2 separate regions of the Mus musculus genome follow, and region 2 is linked to region 1. The links are chromatin contacts, called in public HiChIP or PLAC-seq maps. All regions are on one chromosome and are shown on one strand. Each heading gives the region's core, a stretch centred on a gene start, on an enhancer-like site or on the middle of the called end of the contact. The rest is flanking DNA. Distances are from core to core; before and after follow the strand shown. Region 1 has its middle 13 kb from the start of Gm40079. Region 2 overlaps Sh3d19 (SH3 domain protein D19).

Region 1 (6,219 bases), core at 901-3,400:
TACAGTAATTCCCCCAAAGAGTCAATGCAACTGCAGAACAGGCAAGGGATGACTGACCTTGCGTTCTCCCAAAGGAGCTCTTTCCAGTTTCCAGCTGTGGGACATCAACTGTTCTCTTCATATCCAGAAGCAATGGACTTCAATAGCCAGCCCTCTTCCCTATGGATCTGAAATTAAGAGATGATCTCTAGCAGGTTCCACTGACAAGGTCCTCTTATTGGCTAGCAAATATGGTGGGACCATATGGCAGAGGGTGCCTGGTTTATCTCATAGAGGCTCAGAAGCAAAGAGAGAGGGAGAGACTGAAAAGGTTTAGTGTCCCCATATCCCCTTCAAGGGTATGGCCCCAATGATCTAACTTCCTTCTATGAGGCCCTACCCGTCTAAAGAGTCTACTACCTCCCATAGGACCAAGCCATCAATCAATACATGGGCCTTTGAGGTTCGTTTTAGAAAACAACAACAACAACAACAACAAAAGGTAGCAATAGAAGCAATGTGAGAGTTCCTATAATCAACAGGTTTTAAAAAGTGTAAGTTTAGATCCTCCCCTGAGACTCAGGAGATCTGAGAGCACTGGTAAAACTCAAGAGTGAGCTAACTGCCACCCAGACGCACCTGGGCCATCTCTTGCATTCACGGTTTTCCACTGCAGCTGCAACTTGACCTTCACAGCCTTTTTTGCTACCTGCGCAGGAACTGCCTGTGGAATAGACTCTGGAGCATGCTTTGACTGACCCATGGGTACCTTCAGCAACCCTTGCTTAGCACACTGTGAGCCTCCAAAGAATCAGTGTGACGCCAAAAACTCGGGGGGTGGGGTGGGAGTGGGGGTTGGGGAGATGGCTGACTTCCGGTCTTCCCAAAGGAACGCTTTGTGTTTCTACCTGTACTGCTTGCTTAGCCTTCCTGTGGAATCCTCCTCGCTCCCAGAATTCTTCCACCCCGAATTCCAGCAAACCTTGCCCCGTGTGGACAATGCAAGGTCTGCTGCCCACGTGAGCAGAATCCCATTCTTGATGGAGAAGCCCCGGTGACTTAATGGTTTCCCAAAGGCCCCGCCTTCTAATGCCATCATTTTGGTGATTGCATTTCAATATATGGATTTAAGAGAGACAGGAGCATCCAGATAATAGCACTAGGCTATGCACTAAAGCGATTGCCTCTGTTTAAACCCATAACAAACCCATGAGAGAGACAATAGAATTGTATCCCTTTCCCAGAAAGGGGAGTTCAGAGAGATGAGTAACTTGCCAAAGGCCACAGGCAGTCAGCAGGAGTTCCAGGGTCCAGGGCTAGGTGGCTTGCCTCTGGAGCCCAAGTTCTCAGCCACTTTGTTTTATTGCTTCACCTCTGACTTCAGGAGTTAAAGGGTTCCTGGGCAGTAGCCGATAGCCCCAAAGGGGTCATCATTATCCATCTCTTTCTTGACCTTCCCATTTGCCTTTCTGTTCTGGGACCCAAGGAGGGATGAGTAAATGTACTTTGAGGTAGTAATAGCCTTGACAGGCAGATAAAATGCTGGGAGTTCTTCACGATGTGATCAGACCCACCAGGCCTCTGTTTCCATAGAAAGAGGAAGAGCAATTGAAAAGGGTGCTCCCAGAATCTGTAAAGCCAACTGTTCACAAGGTCTGGGGTATGGCTCCCAGCAGAACACAGGATTAGCACGCAGGGGGTTTTGGTTTCTCCCAGGAAATGACAGGATTCTGCTGCGTTTTCTTCTGAGAGTTGTGCATCTTTGCTCCAGTGTGTATGTTTTTATTCTTTGGTTCATTAGACAAGCAAGGTCTAGAGCTCCTTCCTGCAGGAGGTGAGCAAGATAGCTTAGCTGGGATGAGTCACAGCCTGGATTTGAAACAAACGTACCATGAAAACACACAGGGTGTAGACTCAGTAAATAACTAGCTGACTGACGCTTCTGAGACCAATTACTGCCTCTGCCCAGTTTCCCTGGTCTTCTCTTCGTTTTTCTCTCTCTTCTATTTTTATAAGGGCTTTCCAAAACTGGAATCTCCTTGCCACCCACCCCCACCCCCATTAAAATGCACACTACCCTTTCTCTTTCACCTTTGACATCCTGGGACTTAGACTCCGTGAAGGTGAGAAGTGGGGGCAGGGCTAAAGAGGAGGTATATATAAAGATGAATGAGTAATTCATAAAAATGAATATTCTCACCAAAAGGAGCCGTCTGCCAGCTCTCTGTGTGTATGTCAGCTCGGCTGCTCCCTCTGTAACAACTTGGAATTAAATCCATGTATCATGCTTTTAGTGGCTGCTCAGCTGATTTACCATTAACTTTAAACAAGCCATTGTGCAGCAGGCACTTCACTCTACCATAACGATGATGAGATTTTTGCCCTGCTCTTTTCTGTTTTCCTTCTTCTTCTTTTTTTTTTTTTTTCAAAATAATGCAAGCCTCAAAATTGGTTGGATTAATTCAGCTGTGTTTAGTATGCTCTCGAACCTAACAGAGGAAGGGGACGCCCAGGTGGTGGGGCGGGGGAGGGGAAGCTTGCTTTAGTTTAACCAGCAGCCTCAGGAAGTCATTTCCACAAATCTTTAAAAAACTGGCTTTCTTTCCCTTTAACTTGGCATCTCTTTCTCGGAAAATGTGAACCGTGAAGATGTGGGACTTGTTCAGGCTCTTCACGAGCGACAGCAGATTGCTTCTTTTTCTTCCCATATTGGACCCGGAGGCCTGCAGGTGACAAGAAAGACATCTGCCGTCTTCATGCTGACTGTGCATCTGAGGGCCCTTCCTTACCCTCGCTCGCTCGCTCGCTCGGTGTTTTCTGGGTTGCTCGAGTCTTTTTGTTCTCTGCTTCTCACAGTGGGAGCTGGGCTCTGCCCCTCCTGTAAGATGTGACTCTAAAGAAAGGCAACTGATTTCCACACGGGGCTTGCAGAATGAGTGTCATTGCATTGCCGCCACCCCTTGTAACTCTCCACAGGCTACAAGCCTGTGTGTGTCCCCTGCGGTTCCGAGAACAATCCACGGGCGAACACTGACGGGAAGGGCCATTATGGTCACTGATGTTCTCGCCATCTGGAATGGTTACAGTTGTCAGGATTTGAGACGACTCACTGTGCTGAGGAATCGCTTTTTTTTTTTTCTTTCTAATGGCAGCACTAATCAGGAGGGATGAAGCCCATTGCTAAGAGCTGCTATGAGAAGAAAATCCCGCACCAAATGAAAAGGAAAGGCCGCTGATTTGTTTTTACCCATTTGGAAATGAAGTAGCTTGGAATGTCTTCCTCCGCCCTAAAAGGCCATCCTTCACGTCAGGAGCCCGTGGCTCTGCCCAGCCTTCGGGAACTGCATGCTGTTTTTATGGGCAGAGGACCTGTTTCAGGTTCTTTGTCCTTCCTCTCTGGCCAGCTGTGCCATGTGGGGACCTGGCAATTCTCTTTTAGAGGCTTGGCAGGTGTTTATGGAAAGGGCAGCACAAACAGGTGTGGATGCAGGTTGTTTTGTTGTTGTTGTTTGTTTGTTTTTCTTGGTTTTTTAACTTTTTAAATGCTGTCTGCTTCCTTATCTGTCCCATGTGTGCAGTGCAAGCCCTGGCATTACTCCTGGGAGTCCCTTTAGTCAGAACTGGCCCAATGGCGATTTATTTCCTCAGGTAGCTGAGAAAAGGTTGGGGACCAACAAGTGTATGCCAAACCTCACTTGTGTGGTGGAGGGGGAGGTCCAGATAAATGCTGGGGACCGAGGAGAACCCAAGACAACGAGTTAGCAAAGTTCTGCTTCCCCCGACAGAGTAAGCAGCAGTCAGGTATGTGAGAAAGCCTCCCATGGGGCAGGCTCAGAGGGAGAGGAGTGTTAGCGTAGTCCAGTGGTCTAGTGGGTAAGTTTCCTCAGGCTCGCAGGACGCTCCACAGTAATGGCCTCTGGAAGTCAGCAGGGAATCAGCTAGAACCAAACTCACCAGGCTGCTGCCTCTCCCCAGACAGTTCAGCTCCCAATGACAGCCAAAGGGCACTTCAGATCCAGACTCCCTGAAGGCAGCACAAGGAGCGGATTCCAATAAGCTACCCTCCCTAAGGTTACAACTGTGCTGTTTTACAACAGCATGACCTTAAGCCCAGGCTCCAAGAACATGTGGTACTGTACTCACCAAGGACCTGGTGGAAGAAGCTCTTAGTCCCAAGGGAAGTCTGTGTGGTTCTCCTGAGTGTCTCTTGTGACACAGAAGGCCTAGGGCTTCCTAACCCATTACCACAAACTGGGTACCAAAAGGAAAAAAAAAATCAAAGGAAAATTATTTGCTCACAGTTCTGGGGACTGAAAGTCTGTAATCAATGCGCTGAGCCGACTAATCTCCATAGAGCCTCTGCAAACCTCATCTGTATCTTTCTCCCAACTTTGAGTGGTTGACGACAACCAAGCCAACTCCTTCTGCCTACTTCTTTATGCAGCCTTCCTCTGGGTCTTCATGTCTTCTTTTCTAATAAGGACGCTGTGTTTGGACATGAGGCTCCCTCACCCATATCAGAATAACACACCTCCATGTCCTTAAATCACGTCTTTCCGAGTAAGGTCAAAGTCATTGGTGCCAAGGCTGAGGGCACGGACATATTTGGGGAGTCATAATTCAACCTACTATCTGTATAATTTGTCCATGCTAGGCTTCGCTGAGATGCCTCCTGGATCCTTAATTACTTAAATATGCTACCAGAAGAAGGTGCCGCCTACTGCTGGCCCCTGTCCTAGGAAGGAGCCCCACATACCCTCAAGGTCAGCTGTCTAAGCTTGGCCAAAGGAAGAGTCACCTCTGCTTTATTTCGAACTAAGACAAAGGCTGGGTGGCCGTAAAGCCCCACCTCAGATGGTTTTCCCTCTTGAGAGGAAACAAGGATGTGATATTTCCTCCAGAGGCGACAGCTCGCTCACAGCTGGGTGACAGCCATATTTTGTTCTTTTCTCTGCTCTTCTTCCCACCTGCTTAGATCTTGAACATCGCCCAAGCAACCACATGTCAAATAAATACAGCCTTGGATCTCAGCCTGGGGCAATATTAGGAGGTGTTAGAACCTTTAGAGAATGCAGCCTAACTGGAAGAAGTTAGATCACTGGGCTCCCGTTTCTGCAGAGGACTTTGGGATCCTAGGCCTTTCCATCTTCTCCTTTTGCTTCCTGACTGTCAGGAGGTCAGCAGCTCCTTCAACATGTGCTCCTGGCCCCTCGTACTTACTCTGTTGCCAAGGTAACAGGGCCAAGTTACTACGGCTGAAAGCTCTGAAATTGAGAGTCAAAATAAACATTTTACCCTAGAAGTCGTTTGTCTGGATGTTTGCTACACTGACGGGACCTGACATTCCTTACCCTTTGTCTGCCACCAGGCTGGCAGCCAGAGGCGCATCCTCTGTGTACCAGTGTCCTGTGTTCCTCTGGGACTCTAATTTGAGGTTGAAGCGCATGCTAAGACAGACCGCCTCTAATTCCTCCCAGATGAGGCACACCTGGGCTGAGGTGAGCAATGCAACCCAGAGAGCCCCGATGGGCAGCGAGAGGCTCAGGCTCTCGGGCCGTCTGGAAAGTAGATACCCCCAAGTTCTCTTAGTCTTGGCCTGAGGCAAGCTTATGATACAAATCTGGACTTCTGCACCCCAGGAGTCATGACTGAAGGTTTACGCTCAGCTGGAGGCGCTACTCTAAAGGCTGTCTAGTCTTTAGTGGGCGGGGCCTAGATGCCAGAAGGGCGTTACTAGGGGGCCTCTGAAGGTCAAGTCTGCTCGATGGTCCAATCTAGATTTCTCTGCTTCCGACTCTGAGTCGTGTGAACAGCCTTGCACACAATCTCCCATAGATCAAGCCACTCCTGCCGTTGTGCCTTGCCTCCATGATGGGCTACAATGCCTCTGAAAGTACCACAGGAAACCTTTCTTCCTCAAATTGTTTCTGGCAGGTATTTTGGTCACGGGATACCAAAATAATCCATACACTCAAGGAAGCCATGGAAAGAAGAGGTTGTCTGTCCTGCCCGCCCTTGACTGCTCCTTATTGGGATCAATCAGCTTCTTCCCTGGAGTGAGCTGAGCGTGTGTGAGCGTGTGTGTGCACACACTCTCACACAGAGAGAGAGACAGAGAGAAAGAGAGAGACAGAGAGAATTCAACCCTCTATGCTCTGCGCTCTGGGCCATGGTCCTACCCTATGCTCTTAGTAGAATCCCTACATCATAACATCACACCACACACACCCTGGCATCACC
Region 2 (6,164 bases), core at 3,091-5,590, 1.3 Mb after region 1:
GGTGGACTGTGACCTGGAAGTGTAAGCCAAATGAATCCTTCTCACCCCTAAATTGGTTTTGGTCAGTAACAGAAAGAAAATTAAGGGGCAAGAGAGATTGTTCAGTAAGGAGCATTGACTGCTCTTCCAGAGGACCTGGGTTCAATTCCCAGCACCTGAATGGCAACTAAAGACCGTCTGTAACTCCACTTTCAGGGAATCCAACGCCCTCTTCTGGACTCTTAGCGCACTGCATACATATAGTGCACAGTTATACACACAGACAAAATACTCATACACACACACAAAAAAAAACTAAATAAAGGAAACTGAAATATGAACTGTATGAACACAACTACAACTCTCTGTCTCAGAATCTCCATTGACAAATATGAAGGATATGGACCTAGGCCTCAATTTTATGACTGTTTTATTGGTACACAGTCATACACGCTTATTTATCTATGGCTTGAAATACTTGGCCGGCTTGCCTTTTAGAGTAAAAGGTTGCTAATTCCTGTTTATCAGATTTCCTTTCAGGCTTAAAATTCCTGGTTCTGGATTTGGATATGTAGGCCAATATCCCCACCAGCCCCTTCTTCTTAGTAAATTACTAGAAAAATTCAACTGAAACATGAAACACCATAGATTATACATTATTACTTGTTAGCCACCAGAACCTGACATAATTTGTCACGAATGTAGTGGTTACAACAAGCTTTGACGGTCACCACCGTATTCAGCTGGAGAGGTGTATGCACAGGCGCACCCTGCTGCTCTTCTGGGATCCTGGCTGAAGGAGCAACCCCTAACTGAAGCACAGTGGACAGAAATCTGAGTGCCAGCATTTAAAGCCTCTGTTTAGAGCCTGCAGGCTTCCGTCTCACATTTCATTGGCTAACATCATATTAATGGCCTAGTGGCATTAATACAATTAATACGACTATGTAGGCTCTGGATAGCCTGACCAGAAATCTGTGATGCAACAACTATAAAGCTCCCAGGTGAGTCCCGGGGATCTTTAGTGGGTGGGTAATCCATGTACAGGGGATACAGTGATGGTGAGAGGAAGCAACAGTGCCTACATAAAGCTTTGCTAGTTTGACGAGAACTATATAATTCTTGAGTGCCACTGGCACTGGCAGGCAGTGGCCAACCTGTTATTATCTCATGGAGACTCTGACTCAGAGCTCCACAGTCTCTCCACCCAGCTCGCTAGGTTTCCACTGGCAGGTAGTTACTGTGCCAGCCCTGTGCTTCAGTACCTCCACGGCCTTTGTGGTGCACCTCAGACAAACCCACACTTTGCTGTGCCATACCTCTCTCTCTTGAACCTGGACGAGCCGCAGCGTCAAGGAAAACACCACGCAAACTTAGTTCAGAAACGGTAACTCAATCGCTGGGTACAACAACTAAAATCCTAATCTTGTAAGCCTTATTAAATCTAAATTCTCTTGTGGCAAATCCTGACGGATCCACCATTGAAACCGGGAGACACTCATAGCTACATCTTGTCCTCACACTATCCTTGTACAAAAAGACCTAACTTTCTCCTGCTTCCTCTCTTCCTCTGTCCAACCTGGAAGTCCCTCCTACTTGCCCAGTGATTGGCTCCTTTATTCATTAGGGAATTGGTTCACAAGAAGTCATCTGAGTACATGACTTATTCCTCGATCCTGGGAAAGTAGAATTAACATCAAAATACAAACAACACCAGGGCCATCCACAACACATATCTTTCTTTACTTTTTATTTAGAGACAGGGTCTCTTACTATGTAGCCCTAGCTGGCCTGTGTAGACGAGGCTGGCCTGGAAGTCACAGAGAACCTCCTGCTTCTGCCTCCACAGTGCCAGGATTAGTTGTACAATGCCAAGGTTTTAGCTTTTAGATTTTAGGAGCCAAGTATATTCCTTGTCTCATGATCCCTTGCTTCATCTCCAGCACAGCACCTTTGCTTCTCTACTTCTTTTGCATCACCAGGACATTTTTTGGGTCACCATGTCTTATGAGCATCTCTGTGATTCTCCGGCCTTAACCGTGTCAATAAGCCCTGCCATTACTTAGGGTTACCTACATAACCCAAGATAATGTGCCCACTTTGTGATGCCTGATCTTATGTGCAAGCCCCTATAACTGTGTATGAAGACATACTGACAGGCTGTGGGGATTAGGACATTGAGATCCTTGCAGGAGGTGCTATTCATACCATTACCTCATTTGATAGCACAATACACCCATCCCTCCTCTTCCTCCTTCTTCATCTCATTTAATGGTACAATCACCATGAGACCAGTGACCTGTGAGCCCGGTCGTTCTTAGTTTCTCTTCTCTCTTTCCCATCCTCCTGTCTCCATCCTACACCAGCTTGCCTCCAGATCACGTCCAAAGCTGAGCAGATGTTGCCTTTTTGCTGCCACCTGGTTGTATCCAGTTTTATCCTCTTCATTAGTTTCCACCAAGTGCAGAATGGATGTCTTGGGCATCCTGGATCCCCAGGATGGCTCTCTGCCCCTTCTTTTCACTCTTGGGTGTTCTGAGTTAATTACAGCGTAATACTGTGTGGGCTAAGTGTCGCAAGTGGCTATGTTGTGCCACAGGGCTAGACCTCAGTTACCTCGCTTCAGCCATATGGAGATGGAAGTGAACTCTTACATCAGAGAAGGCACTGGAGAGACTTCATGTTGGTTAAAGATAATTATCTTGAAAGGCAATTAGGATCTCCATTAAAGATGTTAGTCTTTTTTGTCCATCTGATTGAGTATTTCCTCTCCATCTTTGGAGATAGAGAATGAAATTGAGCTCCGATTAGCTGAGCCTCTCTACCTCCCCCGTCTCCTTCCTGAAGAAAGGGTATGTTTTAAGAAGTTGCAGAAGGGTCATTTCTATTATGTAAATAAAGTGTATTTTGTCAGAGTTGTTGGGGAGATTATAATAGCATCGACGAAACAAGGCATCTGAGAAAGTGGAGTGCCACCATTGAAACAGAAGCAGTGTGCAGGCCTCCAATTCTGTGGTGTCCCCACACTCGGGAGGACAACTGTATGGCTTGATGAGATTGAGGGAAAACCAGGTCATTACCTGATACACTTGGTAACAAAGGAGAAAAAAAATCTGGATATCGTGATCTGTACACTTGCCCCTCTCAGTTTTTGGGGAAAATGTTGACTAGATATTTTCAGCGATTTTTATTTGTTAAAATCCTACCTTAATTAAAATTCTCAAGACATCTGAAAATGAAAGGTAGAACATATGAAAATGAGATACTCCGAGAAGTAACATATTCTGAAAATTAAAATTGATTTTAGATCAGAAGTGCTATATTGAGCCCTCCCAAGGCGGAGGATAGAGATGCCCTTGTTTATGTCCTCCTTTGCTCTGTCGGTGTGATGGCGCTGGCTACATTAGTTGCCAGTAACTGCTTGACATTTCAGTTTTGTGAATACAAATGTCTATTGATTTTTTCCCCCTCCAGTAATGTATTAACAAGTTTCATAGCCCACATTTTGGGTTATACTTTCCATTTTGTTTTTTAGCAACTGAAACAGAAAATGTATATAATTACTTTAAGTCTTGTTTTGAAATGCAATCACAAGTATTGTTCAGATCTTTAGCGGGCCCCAAATATATCATAGAGAAGTCAATATTTAAGTTAAGCAGAAGATAAACTTCCCTGTTCTCTCCTTAATGAGAGATAACTCATGTGCTATGCAATTCACCCCTTGCCTGTTAATTTTTCTCTCCTGGTGTTGGAGATAGGACCCAGAGCTCTGATTATCATGGCAAGTGTTCTACCACCGAGCCACACCTCCAGCCCTAATTTTAAAAACCATTTCCTATGGTGCTTTTAATGTATTTTGTTGTGTTCTTTGCTTCCTTTTCTGAGCAGTAGACAGAAATAAGTGCCCTGAGATGTACAAAGGAAGGGTATTTTAGGTATGGAGGGCAGACACAATAAGGCCATGAGGTGGGAACGGGCTAAAGAGCCTGCTGGGTATCTTAATGCTGGATTTTAATTCAGTGTAAAAAGCAAGCTGTGGCTTTCTCAGATTAGCAGTGTAGATGGGCTCTTGCTGTAAGGACGGGGCAGACAAGAAACAGGAGAAGGAAAACTACACGTGTCAGGTAGAATCCTGTCTCTTACCAGCTGCCTCTTGGGTTTTATTTTTCTCCATCAGACGTTAGTTTGTTTCTTTTGCACTTGATGTTGTCACTCCCTCACTAGGCTGTAAACTCCTTAAAGGCAGGCTTAGTGTATTGCAGGCTCTGCTGTTTATGTGCCTGTTACATGGTGTGCACTTGATACTGTTGAATACACATTGACTCATTTCACACTTTCCCTGGGGAAGGATCTGCTGTGTCATCCAGGACTGGGTGTGTATCTCTGAGGCAAGACCCCTGGCCTCTGTTCAGTCGGGCTCCCGTCCCTGCTCCGTCCCATCATGTGACAGATCCTTTGATAGCCTTCTTTGCACTCGGACCTTGCACCTGCTAAAGGTTTAAGCTTTGTTTGGTTCCTGATTCATGAGAAAAATTTTGCCAGATGCTGTGCTGTGGGGCAGTCGCTTCCTGTTTTGAGGAAGCGGGCGTTTGGTGGTCTTGGTCTGTGTCCTTTTTGCCCTGTGACTCTGGCTCACACCTGTACTTCTATTCCATCCTGGTCCTTGGGGGTGGTCTGTCTTTCCTCCTCTGTTTCTGTCCTTTCTCTCTTCTGTGTCATCCAGAGCTGCCTTAGCTTCTGTTCTTGTCTGAAAAGCTTTCCGCTCCCCTGCCTTAAGTAGTCTCTCCTCGGCTCTGTTGTCTGGGCAGGAGCAACACCATTTTCCCCTTCATCCTTTTACTTCATCAACACCTGAGCATAAGAATTTCATCAGAGTCTGGGCTGTCTCAGTAAACAGGGTACTCAGGTCCTCACAGGGTATTTGGAGGAGACAAAAATAGGTCAGGTGTTTTTCCTTCTTTCCTTCATTCAGATCATTAGCAAGGCTGGGATACAGTTGTAGACAAAAACAAAAAATGTCTTCACGCTCGTACACCTTACATTTTGATAAGACGGATATAATAATTATACAGCTATATAAAGCAATGCTAGGTTATTGCTGTGTGTCAAGTTCTCTGAGGGAAGGCGCCATCATGCTGTGCAAACATTTATTTATAAAGATTTGTTGTGGTCAGGAGAGCCACCAAGAGCTTCAGGAAAGATAATTTGAGAATGGAGGTCAAGGTAAGAGTTGGAATTATAAGCATGTGCCACGTCCGGCTTTTATACTCACTTCCTACTTAATGTGCTTAAATAAATACCAAAAAGTTGGTTTTGGAAGTTGATTTACCATAAAAGGCACAGATGGCAATAAACAAGTCAAATGAGAAAGAAAGGATGACTCAAAGGTGTATAAATGAAATTACAACAGAAAATCAACGAAGAACATAATGACCGTGGTCCATGCAGGACTAAGCTCTGAGCCCCTGTAGTCTAAGCACAGAGGTCTTTTCCTAGGTCTGAACATTTGAAGTCTTTTATTAGAAACCAGACACTGTGGGACCTTTGTAGGTTAGTATCATTTACACCCAAGACCTCGGGGCTCATTGCATCAGTCTGTTTAGTTGATTGATTTTCGTTGTTTAGAGGGGGGTTTTGCTTTGTAGCCCAGGCTGGCCTCAGACCTGCTGTCCTCTGCTTCCTGGGGGCTGTGCTGTCACACTTAACAATATTTTTAGTAGTAAATCACAGACTAGAATTTTACAAGAGCTAAGCGACTTCCATGCACTCCTTATTACAGATTCAGGGATAGAAGAGGGTTATCAGGGGAAGAAAGAATGATAGAGGAGGCAAAACAGACAGAACAGGTAAGCCCCTGAGGCAGCTAAGGTTCAAAATAGACTCTGTTGGAGTTCCTTGAGGGACCTCCCTTACACCATCTTCATTTTTTATTATTTAACCCATATTCACAAATATTTATTTATAGGAAGCACCCTTCCTCCTTCATCAGATACATTCTGGAACAACAACAACAAAACCCCCCAAATCTTGCACAGAAGTGGTAGCCTTATTTATTAGCTGTTTGCATTCCAACTACTGAAACATACACAAAGCAAGAACCTTGCAAGCACATACATAAAGGCAGTCATCCAGGCATCGCAGCGACTGTCTCATGAGTTCTCCGCTAAGGCTTTATTCTCCACACA

The links. HiChIP or PLAC-seq counts read pairs in DNA pulled down with a chosen protein or histone mark.
Region 2: a FOXA1 HiChIP or PLAC-seq map of pancreatic cancer cells shows a contact between it and region 1. The contact joins two enhancer-like sites. A contact is called at or near these places in 7 of 39 promoter capture datasets (the 3T3-L1 cell line, the C10 cell line, embryonic stem cells and 3 more) and 3 of 115 datasets of contacts at active chromatin or transcription factors (embryonic stem cells and pancreatic cancer cells).

What each region holds. Positions count from the first base shown.
Region 1 is chr3:84,729,366-84,735,584 of GRCm38.p6, forward strand. No RefSeq gene overlaps it. Among named protein-coding and RNA genes, the nearest start is that of Gm40079, 13 kb to the right of the region's middle. Within about 2 kb of position 2,151, at least 91 of the 459 cell types and tissues checked have an H3K27ac peak or open chromatin away from gene starts, as enhancers often do. A contact at or near this core is called in pancreatic cancer cells, where this site is marked.
Region 2 is chr3:85,987,606-85,993,769 of GRCm38.p6, forward strand. The region is part of intron 1 of Sh3d19 (SH3 domain protein D19); the gene reads left to right. Prss48 (protease, serine 48) reads right to left here. Exons shown (of 6, transcript NM_001001650.2): 6 at 6,007-6,164. Among named protein-coding and RNA genes, the nearest start is that of Prss48, 12 kb to the right of the region's middle. Within about 2 kb of position 4,341, at least 59 of the 459 cell types and tissues checked have an H3K27ac peak or open chromatin away from gene starts, as enhancers often do. A contact at or near this core is called in pancreatic cancer cells, where this site is marked.